Regions from separate parts of the Mus musculus genome. Here region 1 is linked to region 2. The links are chromatin contacts, called in public Hi-C maps. All regions are on one chromosome and are shown on one strand. The core of a region is the stretch at or near the end of the contact, and the rest is flanking DNA. Distances in the headings are between cores, read along the strand shown. Region 1 has its middle 190 kb from the start of Pappa. Region 2 has its middle 190 kb from the start of Gm23950.

What was found. Hi-C and Micro-C count contacts between places; a contact is called where the count stands out from the background.
Region 1: a contact with region 2 is called in a Hi-C map of the C2C12 cell line, with 2.6 times the contacts expected there. The contact joins two enhancer-like sites. A contact is called at or near these places in 2 of 484 Hi-C or Micro-C datasets (the C2C12 cell line and embryonic fibroblasts) and 1 of 115 datasets of contacts at active chromatin or transcription factors (embryonic fibroblasts).

What each region holds. Positions count from the first base shown.
Region 1 is chr4:64,931,614-64,936,207 of GRCm38.p6, reverse strand. No RefSeq gene overlaps it. Among named protein-coding and RNA genes, the nearest start is that of Pappa, 190 kb to the left of the region's middle. Within about 2 kb of position 2,542, at least 7 of the 459 cell types and tissues checked have an H3K27ac peak or open chromatin away from gene starts, as enhancers often do. A contact at or near this core is called in the C2C12 cell line, where this site is marked.
Region 2 is chr4:64,634,140-64,639,075 of GRCm38.p6, reverse strand. No RefSeq gene overlaps it. Among named protein-coding and RNA genes, the nearest start is that of Gm23950, 190 kb to the right of the region's middle. Within about 2 kb of position 3,650, at least 45 of the 459 cell types and tissues checked have an H3K27ac peak or open chromatin away from gene starts, as enhancers often do. A contact at or near this core is called in the C2C12 cell line, where this site is marked.

The sequences.
Region 1 (4,594 bases), core at 1,293-3,792, 300 kb before region 2:
ATTATGATGCCATGCAGTCAGTGCTCTACCTCAAACCAAACAAACACATTGGAATCAGGAGAAGTGAAGCCAAAGATTGTATGGAATACAGTGAAGGTGGTGATAAGACACATTTGAAATAGGAAAATTATGCAAAACCCACAGCCTGAATAGCAGCAATCTCAACCTCCCTTTTAAATATTATACTTTGTCCACAGCGAAAACTTGGTTTCCATGTCCAACTTCATAAGAATAGAAGACGATAACTTAAGAGATCAAGGCAGCCTAAATATTCACAGACTCGTGGTACAGGATACCCTGAACATTATGGTCTGGGCCTTATGCTTAAATCATCAATTGAAGCATATAAATTCCACTTATGAATCCTGAGATTGCCATAACTCTTTGTTACTACAGTTACATGTAAATGAACAAGATAGCAGACTATTTCCAATATAGAACAAATATTTGAGTGACTTCTCTAATATAAATAAACCAGACTAACAAAAAATAAAAATGAGAGTTCAGCAAAAATAACTATACAGAAATAATATAGGTACCTCAACAAAAGGGTAATTGAAAAGAGTAAACAAAATGATATTCTTATAGAAATAAGATATGGGGAGCTAGAGAAAGTACCCAAGGAGCTAAAGGGATTTGCAACCCTATAGGTGGAACAACATTATGAACTAACCAGTACCCCGGAGCTCTTGACTCTAGCTGCATATGTATCAAAAGATGGCCTAGTCGGCCATCACTGGAAAGAGAGGCCCATTGGACTTGCAAACTTTATATGTCCCAGGACAGGGGAATGCCAGGGCCAAAAGGGGAGAGTGGGTGGTTAGGGGAGTGGGGGGGGGGGGTATGAGGGACTTTTGGGATAGCATTGAAAATGTAAATGAGGAAAATAGCTAATAAAAAATTAAAAAAAAGAAATTCTAATAAAATTGTAAATAGATCATAGAATTGCATATAAGAAGTATACTTAGAGAACAAGAAAGCAAAAATTAAAAGAAGTATATACTAGTTAATATTGTGTGACCATTTATTGAGCTATAGGTAGCCCAGACATTTGGCCAAGTATTATCTGGATATTTGTTCAAGCATGTGTTTGGCTGATATTAGTTTCTTACTCAACAGAGTAAAGCACTTTGGACTTCATTAATTGAGTGGTCCATATTTAACTAACTGGTCATGCAAGTAGAACAAAACCAGGTTATTCTCTATTACCAAGAACTGAAAAGAAAGTGTTACAATCCCCAACAAACCATATTTTTGGTCATGATAAGAAAATTTGAAAGTGGGTGCCATTATATTGCCAAAAGAGTAAAATTCCAGAGCAACAAAGGAGGATTCTTCAGATTTTTAAGATATTTTAAACTTTAAAAAATATAGAATACAGTATTTTAAAAATTAAAAACCGATTAAAGAATATAATACATGCGCAAATCAAGATATTTTGCTGACAGTGTTTATTTCCCTGTCCTATACCAGGTATTTCATTGTAACAAAGAGTAAAATTGGTAACTTGAGTTCTCATGTAGTTAATAAGAATGTGTTTGGTTTTTAGAAGTTAGCAGCTTACAAAAGCCTTCAATAAAGGAATCTTTAGACTATAAGAATGGAAAACTACTGTCATTTCAGCTTTAGTATGACAGTGATTACACTCTCCCCATCTCTAGTTATCATCTGTCCACCTGTCCATCAATTAGCATGATGCTGAGAACACAGAAGGAGATCAGAAGACAGCTTCCCACTCCCTGTCTTGCTAGCATGAACTATCAGATCACTAGAGAGAAGGAAATAGACTTGATTTGTAGGGGACCAGCATTTATAATTAATAGTTGTATTTGTTAGTTACAGATATTCAATTTCACAACTAGAGGGATTATTAGATAATGGCTTATACAAAGAGACCTAGCTTTGGATGGGTGCATTTTTGTACTATTTGATATATTTATAGAGTCTTTGCATTCCAAGATGCTGTGCTCTGCTCTCAACTGTCTCTTCTCTGATAGGATGAAATGTTTTTCATGGATTAAATCTATTTTCTTCTCAAACTGTCTGATGCTGAACATATTTGTGAGTCACCAAAATGTGATAGCTTGTGACTCTTGCTCATAGGAGCCTTATGTCTGAGAGACATTCCCTTCCATATATGGGCTACTTGGCTGTCAGACAAACCTTTGTTCAATTCTAGGATCAATGCTATATATGGGGTTTTGTTTTAGTTCAAAAAAACATTAGGCTAATTGCAACCTCAGATACAATGAAACTTCCAACTGATACTCATTATTTTACTCATTAAAAATACAGTGCAAACCTATTCTGACCAAATATTAGTAAACATGAAGTTAATATGGTATAGACATTAATGTAAGATATAAACACAGAGGTCGATCTAGGTACAACTTTGGTTATAACAAAGGAGTAATAATTCTAATCAAAGGAGTAAGATGAGAATTCCAAAAAAAAAAGTGTGAGTCTCTTTGCTGAAAACATACAATGGGAGCTTCCCTAGTGAGCAGCTGGACCAAACTTGATCTGTGGGTTGCACATTAAACCTTTACTCATCATTCCCAAGAAAAGGTCATCAAGTATTATCATCATTATCATGTAGAAACAGATGTTTAGAGTGAATTAATGTGTCTACATTGCTAACTTCCAAATCATTACAGAGCTTTTAGGAAGCAGCTATAAAATATACCCCCAAAACCCAATTAAAAGGTCTGACACAAATCTGAACTCTATTATAAGCTCAGTCCTTTTCCCCCTAAGAAGGAGGAAAATATTTAGTTTTAGAAATATTCCAATTGACTGGAGTTATATGCATTCTGGTCAGTTCCAGTGATCCCTTGCTATTACTTACTTGCTGGCTGATGTAAGTGCTTGGGGATTTGTGGAAGAAGGAACATAGATATAGCCTTTGTCATCACCTCTTACACTTTTGATTTTATGTACATGGTTGATTTTCTTGATGTATGTTTGTATTCAATACGTGTGTCTCCTGCCTATAGAAGCTAGAAGAGAGCATCAGATGCCTTGGACCTGGAATTACAGACAGTTGTGAGCCTCCATATGGGTGCTGGAGATTGAATTTGGGTTTTCTGGAGAAGCATTAAATCCTATTAACTGATATGCCATCTCTGCATCCCCAATCACCACCTTTATATACAATCTTATAACAGCTTCTTTTTGGGTTCATCACCCCATCTCTTCTTTCAATGTGTATGGTAAATTTTCTGAAAGTCATTAGTCATGTGTGTGTTTTATAAAAATGTATTTTATTATGTGTATATCCACACACATCTTAGTTCAGGTTTCCATGGAATTAGAAAGAAGAAAGCAGATCTCCGTAGAACTGGAGGCACGAGCTGCCCAATGTGGATGCTGTGAACCAAACTCAAGTCCTCAACACCAATGACATGATCTCTTAATAGTTAAGCTATCTCTTCAGTCCCAAGTTCCCAATGCATGTGCCTTTTAATAAGAAAACCAAAGGAATCCATGATCATATTTCTCTGATCATTGTTAATAGAATGCAATGAAAACAAGGAGAAAGATGTCATCTTTTCACTCACTTTTACACTCATCTCTATACACACAGGGTGTGTGTAGAGGTGTAAATAAGTACATGAATAAAAACAACGTAAAGGGGTTGAAGAAGAAGAGCAGGAGGAGAAGAACAAAAAGAAGGAAGAGGAGGAGGAGGAGACAGTAAGAGATAAGTTGGGTCACAGTGAAGAATTGAGCTTTGAAGCTGTGAGTACTAATTTTGAATATCAACTTTATTGAATTTAGAGGCATTCTGATAACTAATACTGCATTAACTGTTTCCAGTCTTCCAGTAAGCAGCAAGTAGATTATTTCTCTTCTAAACAGAAAATCTAAGAGATTTCCATTAGATTAGAGTGGTTGGGAGACTCATGCTCTGTCTGTAAGGAAGCTTCTGAGGGCAGTGTCATTTGAATCAATGGGCTGCAAGGGGCTATGTTATCCTTGATATAAACAGTCATTATCCAAGATGGTGACTAAGAACCAAGGGCACAGTTAAGTCTAACTTCTCCTGACTTTGCATATTAGAACTTTGGATCTAACACTGTCCCTGGTGGCAGGCTAAGCACTTGAACTTTGAAACTTAGACTAAGAGCTACACTCCCAGATTCCTTGGTTCTAAGGATTTTGCAATGATACTAGTATGTTATAGGAGGGTCCTTGGTCATGTGGCCTATGGCTGAGCATGTATGAGACTTATATGCCTCCTTGCATAGTCAATTCTCCAAATAGAAGGATATTATCTATCATCCATTGCTACGCTCTCCGGTCGAGTCAGCTGGACAAGCCGAAAGGCTTAAAAGTCACTCATGAGGCAAAAGAGTTTCAAGGAAGCTCTCCTCCTGGAGTCTAGCGTTCTCTACCCATACATTAATTTTTCATTCCTGTGTTCCATTACCGCGTTAGTCTAGTGTATAGATCCACGTGCTCTCTTTCAGTATTTTCCTATTATAAGTGCCTTTTAAAATTAAATTCTGACATGGCTAAATCCTTCCTCCAGTGTTCCAACAGTCCTAGAATGTCCTTGACCAAGATCAAGGGCTTGGAATTCAGTAAGATT
Region 2 (4,936 bases), core at 2,401-4,900:
GTATGATGAGACAGGCTCAAGCCAAAACATCATAGATCAAATGATCTATGTATGTTCCTCCTATTGCTAGATGACTATAATTTTGTTCTGGGATTGCTGTCACTTTGAAGATCATCTCTAGTCGCCTTTGGAAAGCTCATTATTTATTTTTCTCCCTGTGTTAGTGGCTACTGTTTAGTTTTCTCCATCATACTAATTCCAATTCTGTAAGGTAAGGAGCAATTGGTCTTTTTGAGAAAGATTATGAAAACTATTACGAAGTCCATTTTATCAGTGTCCTAAAGATCTTCCTTAAGACTTTAGCTGCAGTTTCTCATGGTCTTAAAATTGATGGAGGAGCTAAGAGAGTCTGTTTTTATGACTCCATTTAGATGTTTGTTCAATAGAACTAAACATCTTCTGTTTATACAGATAAATTAACAAGTTGATATGATAGCTATATTTTTAATACCAAGAACAGAGCACTCAATAAGTAGTCACTGCTGTGAGCTAGACATGTGAGAGTATGATGATTGTTGCTTTGACTTTGATGTGCACTCTAGTAATCACATCTACAATTTCAATTAGTGACACACTTATCATTGCAACGTTTGTTCTACCAAAAAAACATTGCAAGGATGATTGATAACATTGGGACTTTGCTCAAGTTTATTTCTCACAGTTGTGTTAAAAGACTTGTCTTTAGGTCCCTCCTAAGTTAATGAACAATAAATGACAAATCTAAACCAACATTCTGATCTACCAAAACCTCAATCATTTTCCATACATTGATCCAAAACAAGCCTGGTATTTTCAACAAGCAAATTGTAAGTCACCTTTCAATCCATATTTTATCCAACCAAAGTCGTCATTACCATCCTCCCTAGTTCTTTTAACTACATCAATGTAAATTTCTAATTTGTGAGCTCATTTAAAAAATTTGACCCAATGAACATTGCATTCTTTCCACCATTACTCAGCACCTTCCCAAACATGACATGTTCCTTGAATTTTTCAGTGCCACATCCTTTCATGGATCAACTCAACTGCTGCCATTTGAGTCTAGAAATCCTCTACACAGTTGTGGTGGAGTTGAGCAAGAATGGCTGTGTTCTTGAAAAACAACTGGCAGTGTAGATCCTTTACAACTCCTAAGGTAACATGTGGTTATTCCCTTGGGATGAAGAAGTTTTTTTAACTGAAGGAAGAGAGGTTACATAAATTATCAAATATCATATACAGTATATGGAGTCAATTCCTGACTCAAATGTTCCCAAGCATCCCCAGTAGAACTTTTCAGATACCATTTTTTTCAGTAAGTGTTCTCACTTTAGTAGACACTCTTTGAAGCAGATGTTTCAAATACTGTTTGGCTTTAGCCAGTTGCTGTGGGTGAATGCAGGTGCGTATTGTAGCAGTTGTAGTACCATAGATACAAAAGACAATGGTTGACTTTAGGCACACAGAGAAATTGGGTTATTTCTATAACATCTATGCTGGAAATTTGAATCTTTTAGTCCATGTCATTCACACCAATAGAAATAAGGAGTTTGCCTTTCTTTCTTCACTATTTTGCCAAATAAATAAATAAATAAATAAATAAATAAATTATTTTATAGTTTGGAGTATGGTGGTATACACTGGCAATCCAAGCACTTATAAAAGAATAAATAGAGGGAAGCAGAGGTAGATAGGGACACAGAGAGACTATTAAAATCTTCTAAGAACTATTCAATATTGTTATTAATGGTTGGTTAATCTTTTAAGCATATGTTGGAAAATTGGGAATTTCTCTTTTCTGATCATGACCTAGATTATCAGTAATCACTTTGGCATTGAGACAGTCTTTAACTCTTAACTTATAATCAGATTGGGAAGCTAATCCTGGATACTCTAGACCAGTTCACAAAAATCCATTCTTTAAATTGAAATTAGAGTTCTCAGAACAAATCTTGGTACCAAAGTCATTATTTCTACAAGTTCCCCAGAAGTAAAACTGATATGATATAGAGACACAGAAATATATTACTTTTGATGAACTGAGTTTCAACATTATGGGAGATGGTAGCAGTGTGTGTAAACAAGCTAGAATGGGGATGAAAGAGAACCAAAGGTTCATTCCACTTTGATCTCAAATGTCTGAGAATGGAGACAGTTAATGATTCTGTTGACAGTTGAAGGTTCTGTTTCATCAAGAAAGGCATTGAGCAGACAAACTTTCTTTTACACTGGAGTCAGCCTTTCTCTTTTATTCAGATCTTCCATTGATTAGATGAGGTCCACTTATATTAGAGAGAATAATTTCTTTACTCAATCCACTGATTCATATGTTAATCTTATCCAAAAATACCATCACAGAAAAGCCCATAATGATGTTTGACTAAGTAGCTGGATATACACAAACAATTAATCACCATGTTCTTTCTTTCTCTTTCTTTCTTTCTTTCTTTCTTTCTTTCTTTCTTTCTTTCTTTCTTTCTTCCTCTCTCTCTCTCTCTCTCTCTGTCTTTTTCTTTTAAAATTGAGTCAGTCTCATGGTCTTACATACTCCAATCTGATTTGAAGAATTTCTATGTCTTAGAGAAATACTCTTATCCATGAATATGAGGGTATTTGAGGGAAAACACTTTAAAAACTATGAATAAACAAGCTTTAATATTCTAGTGTAAAGAGCCTTTTGTTTGCTTAAAGAAGAGAGCAACACTAGTAACCATGAATCTGAGAGTGTCGGATAGGTTTCAGGAATAGCAAGGATGTAAGAATCGTTTGCTCAGAGATGAGCACTAGAAGTAGCCATGAAATCGATAATGGATATAGCCAGAGATCAGACTACAAATGATCCAACTACAAACAATACATGGATTATGTTCTATTTGAGATGAATAAGACTTGGAAGGATTTGGGTAGGAAATTTATATAAAGTACTTTTGGAAACCATGTAAATTCAGGGTGCAAGAATTACAGTAGGAAGTTAAATAAAGAGCCTGTTATTATGATTTAGTTTTAATACATAGGAAAGGGAATGCAGACTGTCCACTCACTGATGCATGCCCTTAAATGCCCCAGTTTCAATGTTGCTTGCCACATCTACAGTTTCATCTTCCATGCAAACCTTTCCTCTGTGTCTCAGTGTGAAACATGGAAGATATCAAGATCATCAGCCACTGTGATCTTAAAGGCCAGATATTAGCCCTCAGGATTTCCCTTTGCAACATCAGAAGCAGTAGGCTTGTAAGTCTCCAAATATGTGAACCACCACCACAAGTCAACTTTGATTTAAAGCAAAGGAGCTGGCATTGCTTAAAGGTGAGGTCACTGGAACTGGAGCCTTGATGAAGTTTCTCAGAAAGAAAACATTGTGCTGTGTTTGTGTCTCCCTCACATTCCTCTTTCCCTCTCCCCTCACTTCCCACCACATGTGGGTTGGCTGTGCCTGAGGTTCCAGGGATTGAACAAAAACCATTGAAGTTTGGGCATATCAAAGAGTCTATACAAAAACCAAGCAGAACTCCCTTAACCTGAGCACAGTTCTGCAAGTGTTGATTGAAGGAGACAGAGAGGAAGCTACTTTAAGTCTTTTAGAGAAAACAACACTTGGTGTGTGCTCATGGAATTTGCTACATAATGAGGACACTGATTCTCCCTCCATGAGTCAGAGTCTGGCCACTGTAAAACTATGGAGAAAAAAATCCTCTGGGGTTTATGCATAGGCCATGCTTCCAGGTTTGTGACTATATTAACAAGCCCTGGAACCAGGATCCCAGGAAGTCAGGATCCCGGCTTTCATGATTAGCACATCCCTACAGGTCACAGGTACCTCGGGTAGATGGCTTTCATGAGTAGCACATCATTAGATGTCACAGATTCCTTGGGTGGCTAATTTTGCTCTGCTTTGGCATTAGTTGGCTTTTCTGTAAAGTTGAAACAATATGTCCTCTGCAGGGTCATTACATGCATTTGGTGCTATGGTCATAAACCCCAATGTTTCTGGCAACATAGCCCTGCCTTACTGTCATACTTTAAGCAATAATCCGATTTAAGGCTCACTCTGTGTCCATCCTGGTTCTGTTTGGAAATAGAAGAGTGCTTAGTGGAGTAAAATATGCAAAACTATGCCTTTTTTGCAAAATGAAAAATACTGACATTTTCAAATGATAGGCAATATTCCTGATTAATCAGAGGGAAGATAACACTCATACCTCCTTCCTTCTCCAGTTCCCTACCCTATGTGATGTCTTCACTGTGGTATTCACCTAATTGCTCTGAACAAAGTAAATGTTAATTTCTGTTTCATTTAGCCCTGCCATATTCAGTTCACTAGTAACCACTGCCTCTTCGATATTTTGTCCTCTTTTCTCCCTTCCAGTTTTATCAATGTTAATATCACTCAGACTTAAAGCATCCTTAGCTCTCAGGAAGCCTTCTCTCTAACACTTTCCTTATCAGCTTTCTAACCTAATCCCCAAAATGGTTAAAGATGACTTTCAAAAACATTTATCTTCTAAAGGAATCACATTCCATTTCTTTTCTAAAACCTTCAAGTCACTGGGTTTCAAACTCCTCAGCATGTCTAATGATGCTATAAGTGACCTGGTATTTCTCCACTTCAGTCATTGTACAGTGATCTCTCTAGTACGTCGCTCAGTCCCACACACATGGCATCGATGCTGTGATCACATACATATGTCAGTTCAAGGCATTTCCTGAGCTTTTCCTTGAATGTGTTGAGAAGCTCTGCCTCTAATACACTGAGTGGTTATGTCCTTCTTGCTTGGACCCTTTTCAGCTCAAACTTCTTGACCTCTACAGGGCTTCTCTGACTGCCCAGTCACACAAACACTAATTTTGCATCAGTTTCTTACTCTGCTGCCCTTTCCTTCCTTACCATCATTAGAAATTATAATGTTCCTGACGGTTGGTTTGTATCTTTTTGATGTATTTTCACTCAAATCAGAAA